2 separate regions of the Takifugu rubripes genome follow, and region 1 is linked to region 2. Evidence: chromatin contacts called from public Hi-C data. All regions are on one chromosome and are shown on one strand. The core of a region is the stretch at or near the end of the contact, and the rest is flanking DNA. Distances in the headings are between cores, read along the strand shown.

The links. Hi-C and Micro-C count contacts between places; a contact is called where the count stands out from the background.
Region 1: a Hi-C map of an unstated tissue shows a contact between it and region 2, with 8 times the contacts expected there. The contact joins the promoter of meis2a here to the promoter of dph6 in region 2. A contact is called at or near these places in 2 of 2 Hi-C or Micro-C datasets (muscle and an unstated tissue).

What each region holds. Positions count from the first base shown.
Region 1 is chr2:6,586,272-6,592,824 of fTakRub1.2, forward strand. It overlaps meis2a (Meis homeobox 2a), which reads right to left and starts at 2,895. Exons shown (of 14, transcript XM_029828717.1): 1 at 2,760-2,895; 2 at 1,664-2,500; 3 at 924-1,150. The coding sequence starts at 1,675. LOC115247337 (a long non-coding RNA gene) reads left to right here and starts at 3,040. Exons shown (of 2, transcript XR_003886404.1): 1 at 3,040-3,796; 2 at 5,988-6,553.
Region 2 is chr2:6,388,749-6,394,884 of fTakRub1.2, forward strand. It overlaps dph6 (diphthamine biosynthesis 6), which reads right to left and starts at 2,897. Exons shown (of 12, transcript XM_029827658.1): 1 at 2,741-2,897; 2 at 2,329-2,420; 3 at 1,537-1,721. The coding sequence starts at 2,763.

The DNA of each region.
Region 1 (6,553 bases), core at 1,645-4,144, 200 kb after region 2:
CAACACTGGGGCAAATTGAGGCAGCGCGTTTACAGTTTAAAATCAAATAAACTTGTTCTGAAAATATTTTTACAGAAATGCATTACATTGCACATCATAACGATGCAAAAGCGTGAGGAGGTGAATAAAAAACTAGGTATCCAAGCTGCGCCAGGAGTCATGCAGGAAAATAAAATTTAAACGCGTGATTATAAGACAAATGTCGTTTCTTTCATGAATTAAAGTAAAATTAAACTAAAGACGGTGATGGGACGCGTGAGCAGAGCAGATGAGGATTTGCTCCGCACAACACCCGAGATTATAATGATACACACTGGGATTATAACTCTTTCTATGAAATGGGCAGGTTTCGGAAGACCCTTTTCAAAGTCGTGCCATTGTCTCTGTGGCGTCTCTTACGCGCTTTAAGAATAACCTGATATAAAATATAATTACACGTTCAGATTTTAACGCGATTTTTGTGTCCAGGCAGCATGAGAAAACACCAGATGAGTTTTATGGGCAGCCACAACACTGCCGGACTATTCCAAAACGTCGCCCTGATGAAAATTATAATTAACGCAAACTTTATACGGTTTAATTTTTTTTGGTTTATATTTGGAACTCGCCCTTTAGTTTGTTTTCGTGCAGACTGTGACCTCTGGGCTCGGAATGCGCGCAGCGAGACTCCACATTATTTTATAGTTTGTAATTCAGGCTCAAGGCTTAGTCCTACTTCTACAATGCGTCTAAAATTACACATCAACAGAACTCCCCTGACCAAACAATGGGGACCAAAAAATGACGCCCGCTCCGGCACAAAGCACGACTCCCAGTTAGTGGCCGGATAGAAACTTCTGCAAACCAAACTGGAGTAAAATAGGAAATCTAAAAAAAAAATTAAAAAACTTAGGTGTAGGCTCTTCGGCTCGGGCGACCCTTACCCGTAAATTGCATCTTTATCCCGCTTTAAAACGTCGTTGACAGCAGAGCCCATGCTGGTGGGCATAACGTTCGGATGGGGAGCGTGGGTGCCGTAGTGCTGGCTGGAGTGCAGCGGCGGTCCGTGGTTCAGATGGTGGACCTGGGGAAGCGGCCGGGGAGCATGCGGGTCCCCGTACATCGACGCCGTAACTCCGTCCATCCCACCGTAATGGGCCAGCTCATCGTACTGGGAATGAAATCAAACAAAAGTCAACACGAGCTGCCCGGTAACTTATAAAAAAAAAATAAAATAAGAAAGAAGAAAACAAAACAAGTGTGTAAGGAGCACAAAGCACGCCGTCTCATTCTGAACCTACGCAGCGGAAAAACAAATAAGCTGTTGCGCTGAAAACGCGCAGCGCCGACGCATAAAAGTGCCACATATGAAATGTGTTTAATGGTTTGCCATTACCAGAAACATTATAATTCGGGTTGCTCCGCGGAGGAAAGTTTGGTGCGAAGGAAAAGAGCGAATTAGTTTGGAGTCTCCCGTGGAAAAAACTGCCCCGCGACTGGTGGAGGCTGTCGGCAAAAGCAGGGGCTGTCACTTCAGCTGAAGAGCAGGGGCGCTGCAAAAATGTCAAATACGGCGGCTTTGATAGGAATACTTTGTAAATCTGCCACCAGCCGACGAGAGGTTATCGATAGCAGGGCCTCCCTGTGGATCTGAACAGGTAAGTGTAGGAGATTTAAAACCTACCCTTTGCGCCATCAGGCTGCGCTCCAATAAACTCCTGGATCTGTCGTGTGTTTAATATCCCAGTCCCGGTAAGAAAGTCAGCTTTCAACCAACTTTGCGAATTCTCCTATTCGCCAGTGTGGCTCAGTTGAGACCGTTGCATCGGGGAGTTTTTTTTCTCAATTAGTCTCGTTTCCCCTCTTTCCTCGGCAAAAGAAGAAAAAATGCGCCAAAGTGAGGGTTACAATCGGCCCATCAACAACCTGCATGTAACTAAACTGTCGTGTCTCATGGCTTTTTGCCACTCCAGCTGTCAATCAAAGCCAGAGGTTGTCAAGGTAATGAATGAATGACGGTTGGTGATGATGTTCGAGAGAAGGACGAATCTTTTTAGTCCGTTTTCATCCGGCAAGTCCGCGTTTCCTTTAAAGCTTCCAGATCGCTATCTTGTTTTATTATCACTCTTTCTTTTAAAAAATGGAGAAAAAAGAGGCAGCAGAAATTGCGATTGCGATTCGGATCTCTCCTTTCTTCCCCCCGTAGGTATTTCGTCTATCTGGCGAAACTGAGATGAGTGAGTGTCAGCGAGTGTTGGCAGGTTGGCTGCTAGCTTGCTTATAGAAACAGAGTCAGTTCGCAGCGCTGAGCGGTGGGCGAATGAAATGACGGATCCCGGAAGTAGCGGTGGCCATAGCCAGTCCTATAGCAGCTCCAGAAAAGAGAGAGGAGAGACCAAATCTTGTGATATGCAGAGTGTGTGCGAGGAACGGGGACGGCTTCAACTCCACACTGGGGGTAAAAAAGCCAAAGCAGCACAGCTCCAACTCCCACCCCAATTCCGCCTCGCAGAGACGAGTCCTGTAAAGAAAGAGGAGCAGAGAAGAGTGTGTGAGGAAGGTTTGAAGCAGCGCGCACACTTTGGCGGCCATTCATCACATAACACACGACACCGAATCATGTTTTAACACAAAATGACGCACATAAACTTTTACGCACGGATAAACAGCGAATGCGTAAAATTGCAGCCGGCGCGTAAGTTAAACAAAGGATTGTCCCGAGCTGAAATTATCAGGATATCTCATGAATACTGACTTTAATATATGAGCATGACGCTTACTTGTTATCTGTTTTGTGGTTATAAGCTGGTGTGCCTAATATGTCAGTAATGCCTCCTAATCTCGCAGCTAATTATTGCTCCAGTCTCTCTCTCGTTCTTTTTTTTTTAATTTTTTTGTAGCAAATTAAACCACACACCGCACCCCTGCGAGCTCAGAATGAACTTTTCCTGGAGGCGAAAAAAGCTTTTGTGGAGGAAGTAATTTTGTATATTTCTTTCGTCCAATCGGCTGTTCAGATAGAAATCCGCGCCTCACCTCGGAGTAGTCAATTATCAAAGCCCCCTCCACCCTCCACCACCACCCCCCAAAAGATCATCAATCATGTAAGGAGATTGAAGTTTAGAGGAGGAGCAAAGCCGCGGTCATCGATTGCAGTGGAGCCCTGTTTGGAGTCTTGGGCACTTTTACGCACAAAACAGAAGCAGGCCACGCATCCCCTTTAAGATTTAGCTCCATCAGTACTAAGATGGCACCGTGGCCGCATTGACAGACTCTCATAAAAGCTCCATTTATGGCTTCGTAACACTTTTGATGGTCGAAATTAATTATTCACAGGTTAGGATTAAAGAAGACACGCGCTCAGGGAGATGGGTTGCGGCTACCGTTGGAGGGTCAATAAACTCCCGCCCTACCCAACAAACAAAATAGCCAGCAGAGTCGCTCAGGGTCAATTACAGAAATAGCGGGGGTCTTAAAAAATAGTGGGTGAAAAAAAAAAGATTTAATAAATGAAACCGTGGCAACAGTTATGTTTGTTGGCATAAATGGGGGTGGGAAGTGAGGGACTGCTGGGTTTGACAAACGACTGTGTGGACATTTCAACGCGCAATACCCCGGGAAGGAGCTGCAGAGCGGTGCGCAGAGAGCCAAGGCATTCACCGTCTCCAAGACTCTCTTCCACTGTAAACACAAGCCGCTCGGCAGCCTCGACCACTGAAGACTGATATTTTCATAAGCTAAATACTATCGTTCACGTTGATTTGTGCGCTAACGCTTGACTTTTTCCCCCCTTCCACCCTCTTTCTGGACAATCCCGGTAAGTGGAATCAACCTTGTGTTGTACTTTATTTGCCGATTTGTTGCAGTCGCGCGCATTTAAGTAGAAAAGACGCCTTTCCAGGCTCGATTTTTGTATTTTATGATAACGTTATTGTTTTGGGTTTTTTAGACTCTTAAAAGCCACCTCTCGCTGATTTTAACGCACAGGCTACAGATCGTGCGCCATTTTTCCAAAGTTATTGTTGAAATATGTGATTTGGCCCCGAGGCAAGTGATGTAAACACCCGAAGAGTGTGTGAAAATAGCGGAGGCTAATTATGCGTGTCCACGGCTCTAGAAAGACACCCATGCCTATAAAACTTCCAGCAACGACTCAAAACGACGGGAAATTTGGGACTCCATCTTTTGTTAACTATTTGTTGGACTAATTAATAGCAGCTATAAACTCAAGCCTTCACCATTAGCTACGTTCAGGTTTCGAAATTGGTTAATTTTGGCCCATTAACGCCACCTGATGCCACATTACGCGAGCCGCTGTTTCATTTTCTAATTTTATTTTAATCACCATTCACTGAATAGGTGATTAAAATTAATTTTCATCATAAACAAGACCCGTGCCAACTTAAATCCCCTTTTGTCTGCAACATGACGGCGTTTGCAAGCCAAATAATTCCAGAAGGAGGACTCTCAGAGGCGATGATCCGTTTTTAAAAACTAGTTTGGGTTTCCAGGTGCGCGCTCACTATTCGTACGCATATGAAAAAAAGCGGGGGGGTGGACGAAAAATCAGGGGATGACATTAACAGGCGGTAAAATTTCATCTGGTGGTGTCAAATTGGGGTCAGTTTAGGGTTAAAGCTCTCGGTGTCCGTGTGGGACATGGCCAGCTGCGGTTGGGTTCATCTGGAGGAGGGGGGGGGGGGGGGCAAGATCCATTTCAAGGAAAACACTAGTGGGACAATCACCAGGCTAAAGATCCACTGAATGTCACATCCTGAAAGGTGCGCGGGGCCGCCTGCCTGCTTTCGGGCGGCAGCACGGAGACCTCCCCCCCTCCTCTGTTTACTCGTTCGCGGGACTTACACGTCCTCTCTCCGTCTCCTGCCCTGCAGGGCTCGGCTGTTACAGGCCAGCCTGTTGCTAAATATGGAGAGAAATGCATTGTTGATTTAATTCCCTCAAAAAGATTACTGATATGAAACGGGCTTCAAATCCTCTTAGTGACCTTAAACACTCCTGGAGAAACAATTGGCGCTCAACCACAGGAACAAATAAAATCGCCCTAATCTTGTTTGTAACTTTGTTCTTCTTTGGCCCTCTTCACTATTTGAGATTATGCAAATCAGCTAAGCTAATGTATAGAGGCGCCGAGATAAGAGTGGATCACAGCCTCATATACTGGAGTTCACGGGAACCTCTTCCAGCCTGTCCAGTCAAAAACGGGAATAAAGCGATACCCGCTCAGTCATTTTATATAAAACTTTATTTTTAACACAGAGCTTTACATTGTCTTATACACCTACTGAGGCCAAATTCTGCTCATTTCAATTTTGCGTCTTTGCCCTCTTTCCGGTTAGGTATATTTAAAAATTGCATCTAGAGTGAAAGTTTGATTTACTGATGATAATTTGGCACCTCGTTGTTTTGCTCATGCTGAACGCATTAGTCATCTGGATCTGAACTCTCTCTGACCCTGGAATGAAATGTGACTATAGGGTTTCAGAAAGTAGCGTGAGCAACTCAAATACTTGTAAAAGTTTCGCGACTAACTGTAAATTCTTCGGCTCCGAAGCCTCATTTTCCCCTCCACCGATTCTCAGACTCTGGTGTCAGCGGGTTAGTGCAGGGGAGGAGGGACAGAGAGGGAGAGAGAGGGGGGAGACCATCGCTGAGGGGAACCGCGGCTTCTCCCTGCGTAAAAGCGGCTCTCATTGGAAATAGGCGGCCATATAGCGACACCTGGCGGTTTAAGAGGGCATCGATCTGCTGAAAGCGTTGCAGCAAATCAGAGACCAATAAAACTAAAACAAAATAAGTCATTAGCTAAACTGGCGCGATTAGTACTTTTTTTTTTTTTAAATTGCGTTTGATTTGATTTAGATTGTAATGCTGGCGAGTTCATTCAGATTCGTAACGACACAGAAGCACGAACATTAAAATTTAGAGAAGAAAATGTCTCTGCCCGTGTGGATGCATTTTTGGCTCATGGAGTTTTCACTCGTTTGCAGCTCGGATCCTGTTGGAACCCAGCACGTCTGGAAATGCTGTAATTTAAGCAGCTTTTAACGCGATGATTTGTCTTCAGGTGAAGGCGCCATTATTCTGAAAGTGTGAATTAAGGATTCAAATGAAATTATTTCCTACGTTAAAAAAGTGAAACAATAGAAATAAAAGAAAAATGAAAGTCGAGGATATGGAAAATTAAATATTCGAGAAAAAACACCGAGGCCGAAATTATTAAAGCCTGTTGTTATTTTTGTATCTGGTTTTAATTATTTCATTTGAAAAATCTGAAACAAATATATTTGTTTAAATATAAAAATAATCGAAGCACGTAGTGTCAGGTTAAGTTATTGTTTATTATACTATTTAATAACAGAAATGAGCCGACGGTAAATTTAATGCTAAAAGTTCACACGTCAAATTTGTAGACTAAGTCATTCTTTTCATTTCTATTATCTGAACGCGTAAAAACAAATAAAAATCACCTTGTGGAGCTCCGAGTGTCAGTTCTGCTCAGCTGTGACACACTTTGAGCAGGTCACCGCCGAGATTAGAGCCCGTCGTTAACGCC
Region 2 (6,136 bases), core at 1,647-4,146:
GCTGGCCACGAAGGCCCCACGGGAGACTGACTGATGAGGTCGGACCAGAGAAGCCCTCAAAAAAGAAAAACTTGCAGCCCTTTGCAATTAGGAACATGACCAGGGGCAGAGTTGTACATTTCATCACTTGCCAAAGAGATACTCACTATTTCACTGTTAACACTGATTAGAAATTTGGCTTTGTGAGGACATTCAGGAGATACTCATGAGCATGAGCTTTGGCATGCAAACCCTGCTCCTTCCACAGAAGACGACAAAGAAAGTCAGACAGAGGGTGCATAATGCCCTGAGGCGGGCTGACTGGCTCTTGCCACACAGCCGGTGTGCGGACATGCAGGGGCCCTGGAGCAGCCCTCAGCTCTGGATGAACATGTCTCCACACAGACCTACAGGAAAATCCGAGACGAGTCGAAGCACACTCACTCTCTCTCCCTCTTTCCATTTACACCACGTCCAGCCAACTCAACAACAAACTCCTATCCTCCATCCCATAAGAGGCTCTTAAATTTTGATGCTGCAAGCTAAAATGAGAGTTTGTGTGCAAGGGGGGAGCAGAGGGGTAAAAAAAAAAAAAAGCATTACAGAGAATCAATCCCACACTGTTTGTACTGACAGCAGGGCGGGACACTGCTGCCATTGATGTGTGTCCAGGTAGTTTCCTCATGGCTGCAGGCGGTCAGGTAAGCAGCCGGTGGCAGCGGTGTGTTAAACGCGCGTGCAGTTGTCTCGGACCTGTCAGTCAGCCACCCTGCACCACATCAGACCACCAAGGTCTCATACATAATTTGGCATCAAATGAATATTTTCTCAACATCCTGGCTAAAGTGGTGTTTGATTAAATATTAATTTGGTGATTAATTTTTGCATCTGATATTCTGTCACGTGTGTAAGGAGAAAAAAAATGCCTGTGAAGCCAGTTGTTGAAGGGCACCTCACTTTAACTTCACACATCAAACATTCATAAACTGGTAGAATGGACACACAATTTCCCAGAGTGAGATAAAAGAGAAAACACACGCCGCTTTGAAAGTGAAATCGAGACACACTCAATTTGACAGACTAAAAGCACTAACATAGCTTTTTAATTTCCTGAGCAGCTTGGCTGCGCTTTGCAATCATCTTTGAGGACCTCTCGCTGGGCCAGATGAAGGCAGACAAGCAGAATCTCTCGAACCGGTTCTGATGGGAAACAAAGTAACTCAGAATCTGCGTAGAATGAGCTGCAAAATTCTCAAGGGTCTGACATATGTCATGAACCCTTGCTGGGATAAAAAGTTTAGCAGCGCTGAGTAAAAAGCACTCAAGCATATGTCAGTGGCGGCACAGAGTCAAAATGATGACTGCTTGAGCGTAAACACACAATGAAGCACTGCAACAGGGAGTTTACATAGTTACGGTGTATTGTAATTCTATCCAGAATAAGATTGAATCTCTTTTTTACCATGGTGTAATGTCTGTGCAACAATAACATTCAGTAAAACAATGGCAAGCAGATATTATTCTTATGCGACTATGTAAACCTTACAGCACACATACCTTGACAAGGTGCAGGAGGTCATACAGGTCTTCCACCTCATCGCCATCTGTTTTAGTGTAATTCTTGCTGGTGTCTAGGCTGGAGCCCTGGATAATACGTCTGTATAAGGGCAGATCCATAGCTTCAGCATACAGATCTATGGCCTGGTGGCCCACTGTTTGGTACATGTAGCTGTCCAACTCATCTGTAACATGAAGGACGAGATGAAAAAACTAGATATAATAGAAACAATCGGCAGGTCTGGAAAACCTTGATTTCAAAAGCACAAAGAAAACCATGCTTAATGTAAAAATAAATGAATAATAATATTAAAATAGCAGTAATTTTATACTTTTAATTTTACCATGTCTATATTGATTTATATACAAAATTGGAACAACATATTAATGTTTAAATGTTTTAATTTCCAGCTGTAATGAAGGACAGAGCAATAGAAATGTGTAATCAAAATAATTATAGAATATATTTCCAATATATTTTGTGGATGGGTTTTATTTTGCACCAAATTTTTGTCAAACTGAAATAATTGCAAACTGATTTTTTGAAGTTTAGGCAAACTGCTGAGCTTCAATGCTAAACTCAAAAAGCCAAACATGAGCAGGAGTTTAATCCCACTGTACATGGTGGCATTTTATTGGGGAATTTTTCAGTTATGTTAAAGGCATGTAAAGTAAATTGCCACAGAGAAAAAGTTCTTAATTCATTGTTCAGCAGAAGTGCAGGTGGCTGGCCCACATTGGGGCTAGTGTCAGTCGTAGATCATAAAAACCCCAGCAGTACCTTTTCCTCACCTGTGTTTGCAGGACGGAGATTAGCCAGTGCTACAATCTGGTGACCAGCAGCCACACACTGCATCATGTTGTAGCAGCTGTCTTTGCCGCCACTAAAAGACAACGGGAGAAACAGGCAAGGTAAATAAACATGACTTGTTCATTCAAAAAGCAGACTTATGCATTATCAGGGAGATGTAGTGGTGTCATCCTAATAGGCAGAGGTAGAGAGTTGTACATGAAATAATCTTTAATAATACTGTTGAGGTATTGAGGTAAAACAGGAAAAATGACAGACAAATACCTTATCCAGTGGATTATTTTAGTATTCCTACAGCACAGCAACATAGATTTTTGTAGCTACCAAGAAAAACATTCGAGTTTGTGCCAATGTGTGAACTGTGACACGGATACTACAGATCAGCGCGATTACCTTATCAACGCGACTACTTTCATCTTCTTAATGTTCCTCTAGAGTCAAATGGGAACCGGTTCAGTACTCTATAATGGTCCACAACTAGACACTGTGCTTAGCAACCGGTTGCATGTACGCATGTAAGAGCACTACACTTCCGGGTTGTCAAAGGACCACGGTAAATAGCAAGTCGTCCAAAAATATGCCTGATAGAAAATCAGAGCCGATATGCTCTCCCCCTCTGGGATTTAAATGCCATTTATATTAGATGTTTGCATTGTAATTTTGGTTTTAAGCAATAAAATATTTTAAAAGTGTGACATGATTTCAATTTTCAATAAAATATACTGAAAATATTATTCAAAGTACTGGTGATGCACTCTGCATTGTTGAAAAAACTACCCGTGGAAGGGTATGGTGTGCAAATAACTGCAATAATGATGCTGGCACACACCTATTGCCTTGTGTGTCTCAGGAGAGAACCCAAAGTCCATGCGGTGGTATTCACAGAGTTTGACTTTTTCCTCTGAGGGAGCCCCAGTTTGCTCAGAGGAAAGTCTTTGATGCTCTTTACTCTCTGTTGCTGTGCCAGAACATAGTAATTGCACGGCTTTTTTGTGTGTGTGTTTCCCTCACCTTCCACCCCTAAGCAGGCTAAAGGCAATGGATTTTGTTTGACTGTACAAAATGGGGTGAGACATGTTTTCATCCCAGTGCTTTTTTTTGGTTGATGTTTTTTGTCATGTTCATCCTGAACATAAAATGTACCACACTACAAACACCATTTGCATCGTGGAATACTCTGGGTATACAAACTGAGAACAAGAACTGCTTTTGAATGGGTAATATACTATTCAATGTAATTTTATATAAGGCATAATCTCCACTACAAAAATGTGTTACTTGGTGTTTGAGAGCACATTTCCCAAAAACTTGGTCTCTGGTGTGTTTTCCTTTTGTTTTATAAACAGTATTTAATCATACCAATGTGTTGCATAGCTTGATTCATTTGTCCAAGTGGATACTATAAATAATTTATGTACTGTAAACATGAAAGCAGTATGATTTATTAAGGTATACTGCAGTTGTAATAGTTATATTTAGTCCCTGTGGGGCAGGATAATCAGAAAACAATCCCTTCAGCATGAAAGGACAAACTTCATTTGATTCGGATGAGTAATACTGAAAAAAAAATTCCTTTAATGCTTTACAAAGCACCATGTGTGTACTAACTCCAACTGAAGTTTTGACAGACAGGATAAGACTGATTTAAACTGGGTCACTTCAATTTTAATATTACCCAGACAAATAAAGAGGTGGGCGGCTCTGGATTTATTTGCGGTTGCATTTTGCTGACATAAAAAGCAGTTTATGTCCTTATTGTTGATGCAGCAGGGATTAAAAAAAAAAAAGAAAAAAAAGGGTGTTGATGGATAGCCAGCCGCAGATACAGCCAATAGATGGGAATATGAGACGCATAAATATAAAGCATGGCGGCGGGAATGAAATGACACCCTTGGCCTTTTCTTAAAGTAGCATGTGCATACGATACGACAGGTGATTTACACGGACACACAAACTAATTTTTGCCACACAAGGACACGAAAACTTTGGATGCGATGAGAAACTCGAAGGCCTCAAATCACAAGACCGTAAATTGATTGTCAGAACGGGGCGGCCAAGGTTACGTGCTGAGTGGCCAGACCGCAAACACACATCCACGCTTGTAGACTCTTAAACAATGTGACAACCCAAGTACTACACTGCTCAGTGACACACTCTTTTAATAATAAAACTTTATCTCCACAATTAATCTGCATGTTTATGATGCTCAATAAATTTTCTTGCTATCAGCGCCGGAATTTAGCTGGATCATGTCACGATCAACAACAAAGCCGCTGTTTAAATTTTTAGGAACTGTGTGGTTGCTACGGGAATCTTGTCTGCAGGGATCTTGGATTATCATTTAAAGAGATGCTCAACATTAATTACAGGACATTTTTGCTGAGCAGCAGGCTTTATTTTAGTGGTCGTAATTTCTTCCTTTCTCAGTGAACACTGGTCACATCACAGAAAATGTTCTTTCACAGCTCAAACCAGTGTTATTACTCTGATTTAATGCAGAACTCAAGTTGGATTTCGACTAATTTGGTTTTAAGTTTTGTCCTAGCCAGAAACATGAAGCAGACGATGCAGTGCCAAATTAAAGCATCTTTTCTTCCAGTTCTTTTTTTCTGGACCTCACAGTATGAATCAACATCTGAATCTACTAGAGTTTCTCTCTATAAATGAAGCTATAGTGTAGCTAGCTACACATGTAATGACAAGTTAATTATAGGTGAAGTTTGATGAGGGCTGATGACAGCCAAATGTTATCTCAGCAAAGTGATACGTTTGTGGGAAATGATTGAAGACAGTCCTGTGGATCCTTAACTTTATTTCCTCTCTGGTGTTGCCTCCATCAGGGGCTCATTTTCCAAAGAACTATCAACATAATGATACCTCTTTAGGGTCTAACCACATCCAAATCAGTTAGTAAACAACCCAAACGGGGATCTGTACACATTTTTACAGACAATTAACCGTTATCACGAGGGGCCCAAATGGATTAGTGGGCTCGTTAATGTCTGAGGCTAATCGGTCCTTGATTGTAAATGTGAGAGAATGTGAAATAAAGTCGTGGTTTGATCCAAATTGTGTTTGATCATGGCACCATCTTTAACAACAGCCCCAGCCCTGCAAACAGTAATTGAGGGTTTTATTTTTTTCTTTCTAAATCCCCCAAAGAGAATCTGGCTTTTCAGCATCATCCCATTTGCTTTTAAACACCCAAACGCATTCGAATTAAAGGAAATTGGTTCCCCTCATCAGCTGCTGCTCTTTTGTGAAAGCCCTGAGATCATTTTTCCCCCTGGATAATCACAACTTGGCCTTTAAAATAATCTTTGATCAGCCTTTTGAGATTATTTTCAGCGCTACTTGTATTTGCATTTAATCTGCCTACCCAGCATCCCGAACCCAGCCAAGGGTTTGAATTGCATTTGATGAATGTCCCTGTTCATTTTGGGCAATAAGGCCTAGACCCAGGAATAAAACACTATCAAGATACTTTACAGGATCGATTAAGACCTGATTTATGCACAGTTAGCATCTGTACCTTCTGAAAATGGCAATGCTGGTGTGCTAAGGTACGGAAGAGATGTTACACATTTATGGATCTCAATTCTGTATAAGATGTAAATGCAAAGAAAGAGTATACTTTTAATCAGTCCTTGTATGGTAGTTAGTTTATCTGTAAACACCACCTACAGGTTGGAACCGATGTCACTCTGTATAGGTGAGGAAAAGCAAACAGTTACGTGAACAAAAAAATGTCAATGCATGTAATAAAGATCAAGCCATTGCACAAAAAGT